Regions from separate parts of the Mus musculus genome. Here region 1 is linked to region 2. The links are chromatin contacts, called in public promoter capture Hi-C maps. All regions are on one chromosome and are shown on one strand. Each heading gives the region's core, a stretch centred on a gene start, on an enhancer-like site or on the middle of the called end of the contact. The rest is flanking DNA. Distances are from core to core; before and after follow the strand shown.

Region 1 (6,386 bases), core at 1,701-4,200, 120 kb after region 2:
CGAGGGGAAGTTCGCCCTTTCTGTGGGTCTCTCTTGGAGAGGTATGGGTTAGGAGGGCCAGGGTAACTGAGAATTCTGGCAATCCCACACCCCTTTAATTGTCCATATGATCCCCACATGGGGATCTTCTCTGGAATGGCTACTTCTGGCATAGCTCATAGACCTAGTTACATGGCTTAGAGTGGGTGGATTTTCTAGCACGGAGCAGTCTGTGACCCACTCAACAGTGTATTGCTCCAATGAGCCTGGCACTGGGTCTTCCCATGGCTCTAGATGTGGGTACTCTCATGTGCTTCCCTCATCCTTAGTGAGTGTGTCTATGTGTTATCTGTGTGTGTGAGACTCCCTTCCCCCCCAAACACACCCATGCTGTTTAGAAACCAATCTGTTCTGGTGTGCTGTCCTGCCTCAGCTGCCCCTTTCCTCAGGCTTCCAGAGAAGCAATTGCGTAGCAAAGATCCAAGCTCTTTACCCAGCCTTCTAAACCCTGACTGTGAACTCTTTAGGAACCTTCTGAGCCAGCCTTTCCCAAATTCTTTTCATAGCAATTTTTGTATCCCCTCAGTGGCTTCCCATGGCCCTGGAGACAAAAGCTGAAATTGCCCAGGAACTGCCCGGCTGCCAAGCCTGGCATCTGTGTCCTTCCCTAGCCTGTCTCCTCTGCACTCTGCCACACCGGGAGCAATTCCCACACTCTGCAGTCCGCTTCAGGGCCTTTGCACGCACACATCGCTTCTGTTCCACTGTTGGCATCATTTCCCAAGCCTGCTTTGCACCTCAGTTGTTTCTTTCAGCGCATCTCCTTAGCACTCCCCGACTCTCCAGCTTGCTTTGCAAATGTTACATTCTCGGGGCTCTGAACCATTTGATCAAAATCCTTTTCACCCCTTATCTATAAAGGACAATGTTGTATCTAAAGAGCTTGACCTAGGGCTCAGGGAAGAGTCACGCCTCACATCCGTGTGTTGAAAGAATGGGGCAGCTGGTGACCTCTTTTAACCCGTGGACACATTTATCGCAGGAACCAGATGTGTTTCTTTACTCCCTAGAAGGGAGATGTGACTTTCCCAGGGCAAGGCTATGTGTTGCTTTGTAGCAGAAACCCCCAAATTCCACCTGGATAAACAAGAAAGGTTATTTGAGAGGCTGGCCCTGGCCAGTCCTCACAGACTGGATTCCACTCTCCTCCATAGCCAGGACTATCAGCAGCATCAGACACAGGCCCGGAAGTAGCTTGGCCATGTTCTCTGGCAGGAGACAGGCTGAACCAACAGGTGGTTGGGCTTAGAAGTTCTGACCCGTCAGCCTATCCTTTCCCAAACTGGCCTGTAAAGCCTGAGCTGGCAACCACTTACAAGGAGCGACTCCAACAGACAACTTAGAGGTGGGAAATGTCAGGACTCAAGGGCACTGGGAGGGAGGACCAATCTGCTTGCCCAGGACAGGGAACTAGTAAGCAGTGTGGTTTCATTTCTCCCACCCACAGCAAGTGGAAAGGGACAGGAGATTACAGTCCTCAGCTTACAGAGGAAAAGTTTGGGACAGAAGGTCAGGCCGCTGTCTGGAGCCACGTGGATTGGCAAGACTTGAGCCAGACTTTGATAAAAGGGTTTTAACTGTCACAGGAACCCTAGTGATTATGAAACTGGGCCAGGGTGGAGTCTTTTCAGCCCAAGGTCCTATGCTTAAGGGGTCAAACTATCCTCTACAGACTCCCCTTAAGCAAGGTAACCCAGTTTCTTCCTGGTAGCCATTGATGGCTTCTCTGCCAGTTCTAGGGCAACCTTGACTTCCCATCTGTTTTTTTGCCTTGGCCTTTGAGACTGGACCATTTGTTAAAGTGATTCAACCAAGCTGAAAGGCCACAGAATTATCAAGTTTGTTTGTTTGCTTCCTCTTCTTCCTCTTTCAACTCTTCTTCCTTTTCCTCTGAAAAGGGAAGATTTTCATGCCCTGAAACAAGATTTCTCTATGTATCCCTGGCTGTCCTAGAACTCTCTCTTTAGACCAGACTGGCCTCAAATCCAGAGATTCACCTGTCTCTGCCTCCCAAGTGTTGGGATTAAAAGAGTTGTTCTCCTCCTCCTCCTCCTCCTCCTCCTCCTCCTCTTCCTTCTTCTTCTTCACAAATGAGTAACTGTCCTGGTGCTGTGGTGCTGGAGAGGCAGGGCTGGGCTCTTGCTAGTAGAGCCCATTATTTCTGGGGTAGGGGTTGTCAGGAAAGCCTCGTGATAAGACCTAGAATTGGCTGATGCCAGCTGCTCTCCTCAATGCTTCAGCACAGGGTAGGCCAGCCTCCCTACAGCATCCCTTCAGTTGGCTAATTAGAACAGCCTTCCCCACTACAGAGCTTCCTGGATACCAACCTGCTGGGGGTGGTGGGGTGGGGTGGGGTGACCTCTGTCCATTCTTGCAAGCTCTTCTATCATTACTTAGAGTTAGTCAATGGAACCCTTGCTGGGAGTTAGTCTCACCTCCCTTTCCTAGATTAGGGAAAGGAACACTCCATATATGAGTGTTCATACTGATGCTACAGGTAGGATTGCAGAGCTAGGATGTAAATCTTTAAATTAATTTGTCACCTCGAATTTTGACTCTTAGTGACTAGGCTGGGGAGAGCTACTCTTAAAGCCTTCCGGAGTTAGGGATGGAGATGGGTGTCTTGAAAACGGGCTTCTGGGCAGCAAAACCCTGGTTCATGTGAGGGTCTTGTCCCCACAGCCCACCAGCTCTATTTGCAAACAACACTCCACCTAACTCTGGCTCCCATTCATGCTAATTGCGAACACAGCCAATGAACGCAGGTTGCAGGTGGCTGATGCTCCGTTGTTTCCTATTTTTCTGCCTTTCTCCCCTGATTTTCCTATTTCCGAAAAACACCAGCCCTGTCACGGTGTTGGTCTGGCTCATTTCCTACCCTCACCAAAGGGGGGGAGAATCAAAAAGCAACAGCTGCTGGCAAATCCGCTCCGGCGCTGGGCGCCTCCTCCGCGCGTCTCCTGTTGCTTCTTCAAGCCTCACTTCCCTTTGCGAAGAGCTCGCAGAGAGAAGGGCGCGGGCGACATCACAGGGGTCTGCAAGGGGACCCAGAAGCCAGTGGACGAGGGCGACCGGGGAGGCCAACCAGTCAGCCCCCTCTGGGAGGCGGGAAAGCTGCAAGCCGCGCCCACCGCCCTGCCCCCAGCGCGCCACTCCCGGCTGCTTGGACTCTGCTAGTCCTTCTGGGATCCGCTCGGAGGGGACCCAACGCCTAGGTGAGCAGCAAGGGAGGTGGGCAAAGTTGGCACCTTCTTCCGAGTGGAGGAGGCTTGGGTGGGGATCCGTCACTCTAGCGCCAGGTTCCTCCGAGTCTTGTTTGTTTCAGTGGGTGTGTGCCCAGGTCCCTGCCTGGGCGGCGGGAAATGGATTTGGAGATGTAAACAAGTAGATGAGCTTCCAAAAGCTAAGGATACCGGGATGGGGTTGCAGGCAATGGCGGTGGGCGATGCTGGTGGCTGGAAAATGCTTTTGAGGCTGCCCTGAGCTTGCATCAGGAGCTCCAGAAGGATAGAGGACCCTTTAGCAGGGGAGCTTCCCTTTGTTACTCGGAAGCGGGAGACCCTGCGGGGAATGGAGATGCGAGGACCCGGGAATGAAGGAATGTGAATGTGGACACATGGGCCACACAAAATGGAAATTTGCTGGCTTGGTGCTTGTGGGGTGTGGGCGTGGGCTCCGGGAGTGGCGAAGAGGCCCTGTAGACGGCGTTGGGGTTCGAGGATGAGGGGATTCATCTGACTGCATTGCCTTCTTTTGGTCTGTCCAGCTCGATTTTCTTTCCAGGGCTGCTAGTACCCTATCTCCATCGTTCCCAACCGGGGCTGGCCCTGGCGGAGCCTCCCCGCTTTATGTCTGCCCAGGGCTTTTCTGTAGAGTTGGTTGAGAGACTGGGTCTCTGGGCGTCTGCTCCTAGGAGCAGTCAGGTTGGAAATACCGGCCCACCCAAGCTGCCACCAACCTCCAGACCCAGAGGTTGTGATGCCTGGAGGCTTGGCTCCATCAATGTACCCTCTGTCTTTATTTCCTTTGTCTAACCTGTCTTCCCGCGCTACTGGAATTGGGATTTCTACCTTTGTAGTGGGACCAGTGGGCATCTCAGCCCTCTCAAGGACCCTTGGCACTAGTGTTCTGACTGCCCTCATATTGTAGATGTATGAATGTGTGTATCTGTTTTCCAACTTGGCCTTTTGCACGTGACCTGTCTCATGGTTGCCATGGAAACCCCTCCAGTTCAACCTCCCTCAGATTTCTGCCCATTCCTCACCTCCAATTGCCTCCCCTCCCCCCAATATGGTTGCTTAGATACTGGTTACCCTTTGCTTTTTAAAGGAGGACACCCTATGTCTGGCTCCCGTTCTAAACTGCCTGGCCCTTTACCCATCCCACCACCACAAGCACCACAAACACAAGTGCTCACACATTACACACAATATCGTCACAGCCTCACATACCTGTCAACCCTCACAGCCCTTTAGCATAGTGGACACACATAACATACACATTTATATCACATGAACACCAAGTAACACATCATGAAACCACAACACATCAAGCCAAAGACACCAAATGCACAGCCCACCACATAAACGGCAAATATATCCCGCACCCTACACACCACATACACACCAACTACACCACACACATACGACACCCACACCAAATAGACGACCTGCATCCCGTCCCACATACACAGTAACTGTACCAACCGTCCTACATACACAGTAACTGTACCAACTGTCCTACATACACAGTAACTGTACCAAATGCATGTTACTTATACTCAGCCCTCACTCTGTGTGTGCATGCAGGGACTCCACCTGTAACACAAACTGACACATACATGTACACACGCATGTACATGCACACACACACACACACACACACACACACACACACACACACACCAGGCTGGGTGAGGCTAAGCAGACAGAGAGTGCTTTCCTTCCTGTTCAGCCTTATTCTGGATACTTAGAGTATCAAGAAGGAGTAGCCCAGAAGGGAACCTCTGACTTCTCCCAGGGACCTTACAGGAAAAAGCCAAAGAAAAGCTCCCAAACCATCCTAGGAGAGAAACCCCTCTGCTAGGTGCCAGACTCCAGGGCCATGGCTGGGCACAAACCAGGATTTAAGTCTCTCCAGGCTGTGTTCTTCCTTCCTTGACACCCATGGTCCTTTCTGAACAGAGGAGGCTCTGTGGAAGGGAGGGAAGCCTGTTATGAGAACACAAGAGGGCAGAGAGAAGGAACAGGGATCAAAGATATATGTGTGTGTGAGAGAGAGAGAGACAGAGACATAGAAAGACAGAGAGACAGAGACAGAAAGAAGGAGAAAGAGAGACAGAGAGAGGAGACAGTGACACAGAGTGATAGAGATAAAGAGAGGGAGAGAGAAGAGCCAAAGAAATGCCAAACAGGGTTCTCAGCTGTGTGTGGAGTTCTGGTCTACCCCAGTCCCAGTTTTCCTGCTTCTTGCTTGCCCCTCCAGTCATTTTCATGCCTCTAGGAGAGCAAGCCAAGGGCTGCTGAGTTGCCAGGACACTATCAAGACTTATCCTCAGGTGGCTGGAACTTGAGGGAAGAGTTTCCCTCTGGGTTCCATTTGACCTTTGGACTGTTGGAGAACCCATTTTGTTCAGTTATTGAATGGTTTTGAGCACCTACTGTATGCTAACTTCTGGGAACGTGACAGTGAAGAAGAAGACACCGTCCTCAGAGCCTGAGAAAGAATTAGGTCAGGACATGGGTGGGGAAACTGAGTCAAAGCCCCATAAGCAGCAGTGGCAGAGGCCTATGTCCTTAGGCAAGATCTTAGATTCCACACTGCTCAGCCCGTACCTCTTTCCTTGGCGTCTATCAATCCATTGGAAATTGGGACGTCCCTTCCAAAGTGACCTTGTAGATGTGTTGGAAGATGTTGCAAGGAGAGATGAGAAGGGTGCCCTGGGAAAGCAGAAGTCACATGAGACAGAGCCTGGGGCCCACAAAAAGTCAGGTTCTAGCTCCTTGGCTCACACCTGAGCGCTGTGCTCCCCAAGAACAAATGCATTTATTCTACAAATATCCTGTTGGACACACCACAGGTCTCTTGGTGCAACCTAAAAATGGCTTTGTCTGTGCTCAAGTAACCTGAGGCCTCCAAGATCTTAGGCGTTTGTTTCCAGATTGGTCCATGGGGGATTTAGTTATGATTTCTAAGCCACATCCTTCCCTTAAATGTGTGTGGGTTCTAGAATCTTGAAAAAGATCGATTTCCTCTTAGGTACCAATGTGTGTGAGGAATTGGGGTGGGGTGTGGCTAAAGCGAGCTGGAAAAGGACTGTCTGACCACTCTGGACAAAGCTTTTCTTT
Region 2 (5,513 bases), core at 2,074-4,573:
GGTTGTCTTCCCAGGGCCTAACTTTGTCTTCAACTTATATCAAATCCGGTGAGTAGGCTCATGGCAGAACTGGGCCAGCTGGCACTGGGGCTAAATATGATGAAGAAAGAACTAGAGGCAGAATGGAACTTACTGCTTCCCTTCCCTGACTCCGTCCATGCAAACCATAAAGACACCATTTAGAGAAGTTCTCAGAGTAAAACTTGTGCCTACTGCAGTACCGTGTGATATCCTTCACTTTAGCACTCACTCTCAGGCAGAGAACGCGCCTCCCGTTCAATCATCCATCTACCCATCCACCCACCCATTCATCTCTCCACCCATCGGTCCACCCACTTACCCATGTATACATACATTTAACTATCCACCCACACATTTATCCATCCTCCCATCAGCCCACCTACCTACCCACTTATTCATCCATCTACCCACTCATGCACTCTTGCATGAACTTGCCTACTTATTCATGCATCTACCCATCCACCCATCCACTCATCTATCCACCCACCTACCCACTTATTCATCCATCTACACATCTACCCACCCACCCACCCACTATTCACCAATTTACCTATGTACCAACCACCTACTCTACCCATCTACCCATCCACCCACCTACTACTCATCCATGAATCCATCCATTCATGCATGCACATATCCATGCATGTGTGTATCCATCCATCTATTCACCTACATGTTTATCCATCCATCCATCCATCCATCCATCCATCCATCCATCTACTCACTTACTCACCTATCCACCTGTTTATTCATTCAGTAAAGTTTTATTATATAGCCAGTTTTATGGTATTTATTTCCAAAAATACAAAGATGGCTTGGCATATTCTCTGTCCCTAAGCATCTCACTGCCTATGCTGGAGACAAGCCTAATTGCAAATAAAGCAATCTCAGGCACAATATAGCATTCACAAAAGAAGAGCAACCAAAGAGAGCCGTGGATTTGAGGAACAGAAGTCAGAAAGCCCTCTCAGGGTAAGCCATTTCACTACTCCCTGACACAGGGCAGGCCTGCTCCTCTGGCCCCGGGAGCTGAGACAAATCTTATTCTGGAAGATAAGTCAGTGAGTCAGTGCTCAGATACTGCCTCTGCTTCTAGGACCCACTTGGTGGCTCCAGTCTAGGGAGACAGGATTCCTGGAGAGGCTGGGTTCTCAGTTTAACAGCTTCATTGGAAATCTGTCTCAGGAACCTGAAGGACTTGGAGGTTGGCCCACCCTTCACCATCAGTGGCCACATGAGCAGCCCGGATGGTGGCTACATGAAGTTCTCCAATGACAGAGTCTGATGGAGCAGTGACTAGCTTCTGAAGGTCAGGTGAGTGGCAGGACAGAAGAACTGAGTGGGTCTCATGCCAGAGTAAGATCCTATATGGGTGCAGGCTGTGAAGCTTAGCGCCAAGGGCCACCCAGAGCACAGATGAATGGCTCAATCCCTCTACTCTTTCTTGAGAGAGTCAGGCCAGTTGAACCAGCATAGTAAAGCCCTCCCAAGCCACCTCTATTTTCAGTATCTCTTCTCCTTACACAGGAAAGGCTCCTGGGTCATCATGAGCTCCTCTGGCCTTCCTGGGCCCTGAAAGCCTGACTCGGCTGCAAGTAAGAAGAATAAGGGACCTTCACTGGGTCCTCTTCCAGCCCCCATGGAGTTAGGCCCCTACGGAAGAGCCTGACCAGGCTTAGCAGTCTTCTCATGGAATTCAGAGAAGCAACTATCCCCCAGGGTTAAAAACTGGATTTCAGGACACACCGAGCCTGTAGGAATTGCAAATATCCTGCAGACACAGTGCGACAATCACAGCCAGGCCAGCCTTCCTCCTGTCGAATGCAGCCCAGGGTGGAAATGGCCCAGAGACTCTACAGGGTAGATAGATGTTCATGTGGAATCTCCTGTCATTTCATTTTGTTAAGTTGCTACCTGGAGCTGGAGAGCCGATCATTTTCATTGGGGAGTCATGTGGTCAGAGGGGTGATTTCAGACATGTTATTTAACATTTCCATCTGTGGCCAACTTCCCTGAAGGTTGAACTAGGGTCTTTACTTTGCCCTTTCAGCGCTGTGTTTGGTTTGGGCCTTTTCCACGCTTCTTCCCTTTTGCTATCTCCCTCTGACTAGTTCTTCCTACAGTGACAAGGCTCAGTGCCCACCACACATGAGCAGAACAATCTAGAAACAGTGTCCCTGTTGTTTAGGCTCCCAACCTGGGGTGCCCACAGTGCCCAGGGTGGGATCTATTTTCCGTCTCTGCTGTCCTGCACCAAGCTGGCCCTATGTGGTAGAAAGCAGAGAGTTATGGAGCCATGGGAGGCGCCTGGTGGAGGCTGACCAAAGCAGCTAAGGACAAGGACTGTAGAACACTTTACCTCCGAAGCCGTGGCTTCTTGCTCTGCCTGTGACCCACTGGACTGAAGGCAGCGGGTACCAGTTTTAGTTCAGCCGGTATTCAGCCGATATTTGGTATAAAGCAGTTCCATCCAGAGATGCTTCACTCCTTGAAGCAGTAGTAAATGGAGAAAGCCTTAAGGAGCCTGTGTTGGTCAGGCCTGTCACTGGATCAACCAGCCCCAGTTCTAAGCTAAAAGATGCTGAGGCCAAAACAGAGACAGGAAGGGGAGGGCTGGCCATTATTTTTCTGTCCTTCCCCTCATTTTTGCTGAGGCCCCTGTGTTTTGTGTTTCTTATTTTGCTTCTTGTTCTCTCTTTGGCCTATAGCAGACTGTGGAGGAAGGAATGCTCCAGGCCTGGCGGATCCTTCCTGCTTCCTGCCAGGGGTGGGAGTCTTTTTCTTCCCAGCTCAGTGGGCCTTGGACACAGCACACCAAGCCTTAGGATTTGGAAGCCTTTGACTGGGGTTTCTTCCCTGAGCTGTTGAGTATGAAGAGGGACTCTTCATGGCTTTGGACCTCTCCCCCTTTCTCAGAGAACTCTTGGATGTGATGGAGAAAGAGAATACTCTTGCCTTTGGCTTCCTTCTTCCTTGGATACCCAGCTCTGCAAGCTGGACCCCACTTCTGAACTCACAGGTTCTGTGATCCCAATAACACCTGTAACTCTGCCCTGGTTGGCATGGCCTGTAGGACCCACTGGGTCCCCTGGGAATGCTCAGGACTCAGGAGACTTGTTGGATACTTGAAAAGAGAATGAGCCTTGAACCCCAGGTAGGCTTGGGCCCAGGTTGTGTGGCTTCAGGTGAGGACAGGGACATCTGCTGAGGATGGGAGAATAGTGGGTATTTCCCATGCTCAGAAGCAGAAGCGAGAGCACATTGCTTCCTCTTTCTGAGGCCACTGACGTGCTCCGTGTCCCTTCCGCACCCCCTTGCTTTCCTTACTTCCGCAGGCCCATGGTGAAGCAGTTTTCTTCACTCCAGACAGTGGCTACACCCTAGGAGTGAAGGGGCAGATTACAGCTTTCTCAGACTAACTAGAAACCAAGCAACAGGCCGCTAAGGCTGGGCACTGACTGGGCACTCCAATCCTTGGCTGTACTAGGGCCTACCCATTGCTCCTCTACCCTTCATCCCATCTCCTGCTCCATCCCACTGGAGAGCCTGCTGTGCCAAGGGCTACTAGCTACAGTTTCTATATTACCCTGTTCCTCTAAATGTCCTTCCCAGGGCTGTGCCCAACCTGGAATGTCCTCTTCTCCTGCACCCACAATCCTGTCCATGCCCAAACACTGTGAATTTTATGTCCCGTCTTTCCTGACACTCACCTCAGGACTCAAGACACCATTTTTTGTTTTGGTTTGTTTTGGTTTGGTTTGTTTTGTTTTGGTTCTTTTGAGACAGGGTTTCTCTGTGTAGTCCTGGCTGTCCTGGAACTCACTCTGTAGACAGGCTGGCCTCGAACTCAGAAATCCACCTGCCTCTGCCTCCCAAGTGCTGGGATTAAAGGCGTCTGCCACCACTGCCTGGCTGACACCATTCATTTTGACCCCCATGTAGATAGCAGGTTTCCTCCACATATCCTGTTCCCCAACCTGGAAGAGCTAAGGGGCAGCAGCTCTCTGATCCCCAGCTTCCAAGATACTGGCTCTTCCCTCCAGTGAGCTGCTAATCGCCCCACAGTGATGGATGGGGCTTTCAGGGCTCAGGCCTCCCAGGCTTGATCTCAGCTCTGAGCTTCTGCCTTGCCCACTTCCCAGTCCTTGTTTACTTTTATTCTCTGATCTCCAAGTCATCCCTTCCTGCCACTCTTCCTCCTGGCTCACAGTTCACATTTCCCAGGAGCCTTCTTCAAGACTTATGTCCCTTGTTCTCATCTGATTTTACTTAGAAACACTCTCTGGCTCACACATCTTCATTCATTTTCTCTGCTCCTCCAGGTACTGGGCTGTCTCCATGGGGAATCCAGTATCTCTGGAGATTAACCTGATCTCTCCTTTCTCACAAGCATTTCTAGCAGGCCAAGTTGGGCTTTACATCTCTTCTAAGTCCCCTGTTGTGCCTTACATACACTTAGGTGTACATGTATGTGTTCACGTAGGCAGGAACTACTCAGGAAACTAAGCAAAAGGATTCTTCATCCTCTTGAGGGCATCTTGCTCCAAGCCTGGTTCATGCCTGCTGCTCTCAAAACCAACACTTGTCATCTTTCCTCCTTCCCCCTCCTTAGCCACACCCTCCCATGCTTGTGGTGTGATCAGACACTTTTCTAGACAAGGGCACACAGAGATGGAAAGCTTTTCTACCAAGGGACAACCTAAGTCATGTTCAAAGCCATAGCATCTCTGTTGAGACTTCCTCGCCTTGCCCCAAGCCAGTGACAGTAGATAGGGTCAGGTGACAGGACCCAGGAGAAGTTTATGACGCCCCTCCTATGCTCCAGGGCTTAAGAAGGACAACACAACAGTAGATGGGAGTATCATTATTTTATTTTTAAAACTGCTTAGTGTGCAAAAGCCAATGCAAAACAGGAAGCCAGTGGCCTGGTGAATTCTCACATTTTGGGGACCAGAAGTGAAAATGTTCTGTCTGCTCAGAGGAACAGCAAACCAACAAAACAATGTGGGAGTGCAGTGCTGGAGACCAAAGCCTTGGTGGTCCCTGCCCTTCTCACTCACCCATTCACCCCATCCACCCTGCTTCTGCGGAACCATGGGCTTGGCTTCCATTCCCTAAAGCCTTGGATAGGTCTTCCCGTGCATAAGCAGAGGGCTGCTGGGAGAAAGGTGGGTGGAAATGGAAGAAGTCCCTCCTCTTCTATTTTAAGCCTGACTCTTCTCCCTAAAGATCATGGGATGAGGCTCCCTGGGCCCCAGGGACCTTGTTTGTGTAAGGTTGCCATTTAGCCTTGAGAACTTTGAGGCTTCCAGCTATGAAGATATTTCACAGTGGGTAACTTCAGTTCCACCATGCAGGGGTGAGAGTGTCAGAGAGGTGAATGGACAGTCTGTGTGTGTCTGTGTGTCTGTGTGTCTGTATGTGTGTGTATGTGTCTGTGTCTGTGCATCTGTGTGTGTGTGTGTGAGCGAGCGAGTGTGCACATCATGCAG

What was found. Promoter capture Hi-C pulls out the DNA fragments that hold promoters and counts their contacts.
Region 1: a contact with region 2 is called in a promoter capture Hi-C map of hematopoietic stem and progenitor cells, with 2.9 times the contacts expected there. The contact joins the promoter of Fxyd6 here to the enhancer-like site in region 2. A contact is called at or near these places in 6 of 39 promoter capture datasets (the 3T3-L1 cell line, hematopoietic stem and progenitor cells, liver and 2 more), 1 of 15 datasets of contacts at CTCF or cohesin (CD8 T cells), 4 of 484 Hi-C or Micro-C datasets (the G1E-ER4 cell line, bone marrow-derived macrophages, embryonic cerebral cortex and 1 more), 10 of 115 datasets of contacts at active chromatin or transcription factors (CD8 T cells, bone marrow-derived dendritic cells, double positive thymocytes and 6 more) and 2 of 9 other capture datasets (adipose tissue and liver).

What each region holds. Positions count from the first base shown.
Region 1 is chr9:45,367,235-45,373,620 of GRCm38.p6, forward strand. Fxyd6 (FXYD domain-containing ion transport regulator 6) reads left to right here and starts at 2,951. Exons shown (of 8, transcript NM_022004.6): 1 at 2,951-3,254.
Region 2 is chr9:45,242,953-45,248,465 of GRCm38.p6, forward strand. It overlaps BC049352 (cDNA sequence BC049352), which reads left to right. Exons shown (of 5, transcript NM_001198971.1): 3 at 15-48; 4 at 1,207-1,335. The coding sequence ends at 1,306. Among named protein-coding and RNA genes, the nearest start is that of Mir7086, 21 kb to the right of the region's middle. Within about 2 kb of position 3,324, at least 110 of the 459 cell types and tissues checked have an H3K27ac peak or open chromatin away from gene starts, as enhancers often do. A contact at or near this core is called in CD8 T cells, adipose tissue, bone marrow-derived dendritic cells and 4 more, where this site is marked.